Regions from separate parts of the Mus musculus genome. Here region 1 is linked to region 2. The links are chromatin contacts, called in public HiChIP or PLAC-seq maps. All regions are on one chromosome and are shown on one strand. The core of a region is the stretch at or near the end of the contact, and the rest is flanking DNA. Distances in the headings are between cores, read along the strand shown. Region 1 holds the start of Gad2 (glutamic acid decarboxylase 2). Region 2 has its middle 120 kb from the start of Myo3a.

Evidence for each region. HiChIP or PLAC-seq counts read pairs in DNA pulled down with a chosen protein or histone mark.
Region 1: an H3K4me3 HiChIP or PLAC-seq map of neural tube shows a contact between it and region 2, with 4 times the contacts expected there. The contact joins the promoter of Gad2 here to the enhancer-like site in region 2. A contact is called at or near these places in 6 of 39 promoter capture datasets (HPC-7-derived erythroid cells, cranial neural crest, hippocampal neurons and 3 more), 10 of 115 datasets of contacts at active chromatin or transcription factors (SST interneurons, VIP interneurons, astrocytes and 7 more) and 2 of 9 other capture datasets (macrophages and pancreatic islet).

What each region holds. Positions count from the first base shown.
Region 1 is chr2:22,620,843-22,623,985 of GRCm38.p6, forward strand. It overlaps Gad2 (glutamic acid decarboxylase 2), which reads left to right and starts at 1,485. Exons shown (of 16, transcript NM_008078.2): 1 at 1,485-1,896; 2 at 2,594-2,653; 3 at 2,847-2,996. The coding sequence starts at 1,821.
Region 2 is chr2:22,103,977-22,107,147 of GRCm38.p6, forward strand. No RefSeq gene overlaps it. Among named protein-coding and RNA genes, the nearest start is that of Myo3a, 120 kb to the right of the region's middle. Within about 2 kb of position 1,350, at least 19 of the 459 cell types and tissues checked have an H3K27ac peak or open chromatin away from gene starts, as enhancers often do. A contact at or near this core is called in neural tube, where this site is marked.

The sequences.
Region 1 (3,143 bases), core at 235-2,734, 520 kb after region 2:
CCCTTAGAGACACGCCTTGGGTAGCACCTCAGCAGTGCCAATCTCACCGCCCTCCCCCTCCCCACCTCGGGCCACTCACCGGACCTCAGTGGGCATCCTCTAGCTAGATCCTCCCTGGCCCCCCTGGATTCTGGAAACCTTGGGAAGAAGATAAAGCTTTGTGGAGAGAATGCACTTGGTCATCTGCAGTTATTCGAGGTCTCCGGATCCCTAACAAAATAAGTGATCCTGGTCACCAAGACTAAAGGTCCCAGGGTTTCTCCTCCGGCAACAGCTTTGGTGACTCATTTGAAAAACTCAAAGAAGGAATAAAGGACTATGGAGAGCAGGGAAGCTGCAGTCCCTCGCTCGGAGAGAAGGAAAGGAGATCGGGAACGGTTTAAAGCAGCACTTTCCTGCAAGTCTTTCTTGAGCTCTCTGTAAGCCTGGAACTATGGGTTTAGTATAGGCAAGAGGAAACGGAAGCGGAGCCAGAGGGCCCCAAATCTTCCTCAAGGCGCCGTCCCTGCATTTAAGAGCCTTTGGGAAAAGGGAAACAGAAAGGATTTTTTCATTCCTTTATTAGAAAACACAAACGAAACTACTTCTTTCTGGGCTGGGAAATTGCCACTGTTGTGTTCCTAGGCACCTGCTGATGGCAAGAACTCCTCTTGGGAAGGGACGAGGTCAGTGGGTTGAGTATCCCTGAAAAGATGGGAGTGCCTTTTCCTGGGATTTGGAAAAACTGATTCGCTTACTTTGAGACTCCCTGAATCCTGTGTATGTGTCAGCTCTCACCCACTCCAAGAAGTTTCTGTTCGTTTTATTTATTTAATTTTTCTCAGCCTGAGGTCCTCAGTGATAGATTCCAGCGTGGATTTTAATTGCTTCAATCAGCAGCCTTTCTCTTCAGCCGTCAGTCAAAACCTGGACGATGGGTCTGGGGACCCAGGCATGACTGCACAGAAACCGTACGACCCCCACCCCCACCCCCCAGGCTGGCTCAGCTCAGCAGGCAGACATTAGGCTCTGCTAAGGAGATGAAATGAGTTCGTTGGTGTGGAAGCGGTCCACCTTCCTCCCTCCTTGGTTCCTTCCCCAAGCTTTGGAGCTCTTCCTGATTGAGGCCAGGTGGCCTGGGCTCTTGAGGTCACAGCGACCTCAGCACTGGTTTGGAGGAAGGCGGGCGCGAGAACCACTTTTGCTCGGCAGCAGCCAGAGACAGCCCTCAAACAATGAGCCAATCGATGCACACGTGAAATTGCCCTCGGCCACCATTCCAATCTTGCCAAGGTCTCCCTGTCCCTGGGGTCACCTAGGCCAGCGTGCTGAGGGCTGTGGTAGCACCCTGGACAGCGCGTTCCGGCAGAAGCAGACCTGGAGCGCCTGTGGCTGGGTCAGCACTACGCAGGCACGCCTCCCTCCCCCGCATCTGACTCGCACCTCACGACCCAGCGCCTCCATTTCCCTTCCGTCACTCTCTCATCTCCCCACCAAGCTCCCTCTCCCTAAAAATCTCTTGGGCCCTTTCCACTTTCCAATCTCCAGACTGCGAGGATCACGGCTACTCCCCCCATTTAACCTCGGCGGCGCAGAGCACAGCAGCGCGTCCCTGCGCCCTGACTGGAACATACAAACACGCACGAGCACTGGCATACGCAGACAGCACGTTTCCTGTCCCTGTGTGACACCCACCCTCGTCGCGCTGCCGCTCCAGCCCTCGCGCGGTGCCCTTCTCCCGCCACACGTACTCGCACACGCACGCACTCTCGTGCAGGGTCGAGGCAAAGGCAGCTTGCCACAGCCACTTGGAGGCGACCAGCGCCAGTCTAGCAGAACCCATGGCGTCTCCTGGCTCCGGCTTTTGGTCCTTCGGATCTGAAGATGGCTCTGCGGATCCTGAGAACCCGGGCACAGGTAGGAAAATCAGGACCTGCAGCGGGAGAGCTTTGTGGGTGGTTTAGGGTTTGCAGGGCTAGGCTGATCATCAAAGCTTTGACATCTGCAACAGGAAACTTATTCGGGCGCTTCGCCCGGCTCTCTGGGTTAAGTCCGTAACTGTGTGAGAACACCAACCCCCCCCCCCACCCAGTCCTTTGTCCCCCAGGGAAAAAGCCCAGGGTTGTCTAGGCCCCTTCCCCTAAACATAGGCTCCTGAAAGACTGCAGCGTCTGCGGGAGTCAGAAATCAAAGATCTAGGCTTTGCCTCGGGACGTCTAGACCCTGGGCAGGGAAAGACAAAATGGGAGCAGGAAAGAGTTTGGGGTCTGAAAGGCAAGCGCGGTGAGAAACAAACAGCCTCGGGTTTAGGAAAGGCAGCCCAGGTGAGGGCAGGGAGAGTCTGGAAACCCGAGAACCTGGCGAACAAAGTGCAAAGGGCGGCGTTGTGAGCTGCTTTCTTTCTGGGACACCGCAAGGAAAGGGCTGGCCCCGGCGTCAGATTCCCTCGGACTCCCCCACCTGCTGAAAGCAGAGTCGCTAGCTGGTGGCTGCTTCGAGTTTGGCGCCGGGCCCCCAGACTCTGGACTTAAAGACCTGGTTCACTTGGAACGAAAATTCTCACTCGCCCGTCTGTTTTCTTTCCGATTCGCTTTTCCCTGCCTGGCGATTGCAGCGAGAGCGTGGTGCCAGGTGGCCCAAAAGTTCACGGGCGGCATCGGAAACAAGCTGTGCGGTGAGTGGTGGCACTGAATGGGAGAAGGGCTGGCAAGGTCGGGGGCCCGCGGCTGGCGGGAGCAAAGTCGTGGGCTCCCCTCTGAGCCTGCAGCCTAGGTTGGACGAATCCCTGGGTTGCCGGGTGGGTGGGGATGTAGGAGCGGAGACTACCGCCAGCTGACTCAGGTCCCGCGTTCCGTGTCTTTGTCCAGCTCTGCTCTATGGAGACTCCGGGAAGCCAGCGGAGGGCGGCGGGAGCGTGACCTCGCGGGCCGCCACCGGGAAGGTCGCCTGCACCTGCGACCAAAAACCCTGCAACTGCCCCAAAGGGGATGTCAACTACGCGTTTCTGCACGCAACAGGTAAATGGGCCGGCTGGCCAGGACCACGCTCCACCCCGCAGACATCTGACCCTCCAAATGGATGTCGGGGTGAGGATTCTGAGGATCTTCCACAGAATTGAAAGGACGTGGGGTTTGTGGGCTGGAGGGCACCGAGGCCCTGGCCTT
Region 2 (3,171 bases), core at 100-2,599:
AAGGAAGACCAAAGTGTGGATACTTCTGTCCTTTTTAGAAAGGGAAACAAAATACCCATGGAAGGAGTTACAGAGACAAAGTATGAAGCAGAAACTGAAGGAATGACCATCCAGAGACTGACCCACTTTGGGATCCATCTCATAAACAACCACCAAGACCAGGCACTATTGTGGATGCCAACAAGAGCTTGCTGACAGGACCCTGATATAGCTGTCTCCTGAGAGGCTCTGACAGTGCCTGACAAATACGTGAATGCTCACAGTCATCCATTGGACGGAGCACAGGGTCCTGAATGAAGGGGCTAGAGAAAGTACCCAAGGAGCTGAAGGGGTTTGCAGCCCCATAGGAGGTACAAGAGTATGAACTAACCAGTACCCCCAGAACTCCCTGGCTCTAAATTACCAACCAAAGAAAACACATGGTGGGACTCATGGCTCTAGCTGCATATGTAGGAGAGAATGGCCTAGTCGGTCATCAATGGGAGGAGAGGCTCTTGGTCTTGTGAAGATTCTATGCCCCAGGGGAATGCCAGGGCCAGGAAGCAGGAGTGGGTGGATTCATGAGCACAGGGAAGGGGAAGGGATAGGGGGTTTTCAGAGGGGAAACTAGAAAAGGGGCTAGCATTTGAGATGTAAATAAAGAAAATATCTAATTTAAAAAAGGGAGAAGATAATGGGTAAAAAGAACTGGGATGCTACATAGTGGTCGTCTCAGAGCCAATTCACCTGTCTGATTGAACTCACCTCTCTTCCAGCTACAGAGGACTCGAGTTACAAAAGGTACAGAATAAAAGAAACTACTTCAAATAATCTTTGTGCTCTAGTTTTCTCTATTTTGAAAAAAAAAAAAAAGAGTTACAAATGCTTATCAGATTCCTGAGCTCTAGCTACCTTTTGTGACTTTAGAAGAAATAAGTCTCAATTCACCACCCATTTCAGTCTGGTTTGAGAAAAGCTGTCAAAGGCAGAAATGGAATGAAGTACCCAGAAGAAATCAATTCATTCTTGCATCCATGATCCTCTTTGAGATCAAGTCTGAATTTCAGATAAAACAAAGAGGTTTGTTTTGGTCTATTGCTAATTGATGTATGGATCTAGAGTTAATTTAGATGATGTAACAAGGAAGGCATGAAATTGCTTGATGAAACCAAGTAGGTTTTTCACCATTAGAGATTTATTGCAAGTTTGATGTCTTCATGACCCCTGAACTCTACACTATCATGATTCAAAGAAAGGCTAAGTTTTTACTTTACCAGACTTTTAGACTATTAAATGTCAGTCACCCTATGTAAGAAAGCAATAAACGCGAGAATGGAAAGTGGGGTTTGCCTCTGAGATGGATAACATAATGAGTCACTGTTTAAATAAATCCGTGGAGCTTTGTGGAGTCTTTAAAAGGACCATTTAATTGTGTACACTGAGTTCTTAACTTTATGGTGTCTGAGAGAAATGGCTGTTGTGAAATGGCAGGAGGTAAATGTGTTCGTTCATGTGACTGTGAAAGAGAACAATGTCTCAACTGTGAGGAGGAAATTGGTGAGTTGGATTCTGCAATAAATTGCAGCTATCACGAATACTTTGCTGTGCCTGGGAAAGACCTGTCAAAAAGTGAGAAAAGGAAGTGCAATCAAGAGGACTGCAGGCCGATCCTTTTCACTTGAGGGACACATCTTGACCAGAAGAAAATCCTGAATACAGAATCAAATAGGAACAGCCCATTCTTACCTTCTTTCTTTTCAGTATCTTTGTTTCTTCTAAAAGGAACACTTTTCTCAATTCTTGGATGAACTGTAGGAAAAAAAAAGACCCTACAATGTGAATTTATGACTGTGATTTTCTTTCTCTTTTTTCATTTTCTGAAAATATTTTTTTCTCACATAAATATATCCTGATTACAGTTCTTCTCCCCACTCTTCCCAGTTTTCTCCCACCTCCTCTCCCATCTGGATCCATTCCCTTTTGTCTCTCACAAGAAAACAAATTGGCTTCTAAGGGAATACATTATACTACACCATACTATACTGTACAGTACTGTACTATATAATATAATATAATATAATATAATATAATATAATATAATATCTACCATGTCTGGATAGGACAAAACAAACCAACAGAAGAAAAAGGGCCCTCCAACTGGCATAAGAAGCAGATATAGACATAGAGACCCACTCATTCCTACACTCAGGAGTCCCATAAAAGCAAAACAAAACAAAAAACCTGGAAACCGTAACATTTCCTCCAAAGACCTGTAGGGTAAACAGAGATGCAAACAAAATTAAATAAAAAATAAGATAACTTAAAACAAAAATGAAACGAAACAACAAAAACAAAACAAAACAAACAAAAAAGTCCTGACACACATTATGAGACAAGGAATATCCAAAGATGCCTTTGAGTTCATTTTCTTTTTGTTTTTTCTTATAAAACTCTTGTTTTATTGGTTATTTTGTTTATTTACATTTCAAAGGTTATCACCCATTCCATGCCCCTGCCTTTCCAAGTGCACCACCACCCACCCACCCGATCACTCCATTTGGCTGTCTGCTACTGACCATGCAGACTACCTTGATGAGATTGGAGTACATTACATTTTCATTTGCAAGTGGTTATCAATTAGTGATAGTTTCTGAGTTAGGGATGGAGGTATGTGTTCACTAGTCCTGTCAGCTCTAAAACCTTCATCTATTACAGACCCATGCAGGCTCTGTGCATGCTGCCACAATCTCTGTGAGTTCATATTTGGGCTTTGGTGTCTTCCATCCCCTCTGACTCTTAGACTCTCTCCATTTCCTTTTCAGAAAGGTTCCCTGATGTCTGAGGTGAGAAATTTGATGAAGAAATCTCATTTAGGATGTTTATGGAGAACAATCTACAGTCTTGGCGACAGCTTGGATTGTTTAGGGGTTCCCATGGGATCCCTTCAGCCAAAAATTCAACTAGATCTAATCCATTCCTGGTAATAGATGCTTCAGTGTCAAAAACTGTCCAGTTGGGGATCTGTCTTCTTCATCATTTGACAAGTTCCTTTAAATTACCTTCCTATAATTTAGGAAGCTTGTACTGTATTAGGTTTTCATTCTAACCCACAAATAACCCTTAATTTTACCTGCTCTCCCTTTATTTCCTCCATCACCATTTGATATTCCTGTGCCAGCTCCACCCACCCAT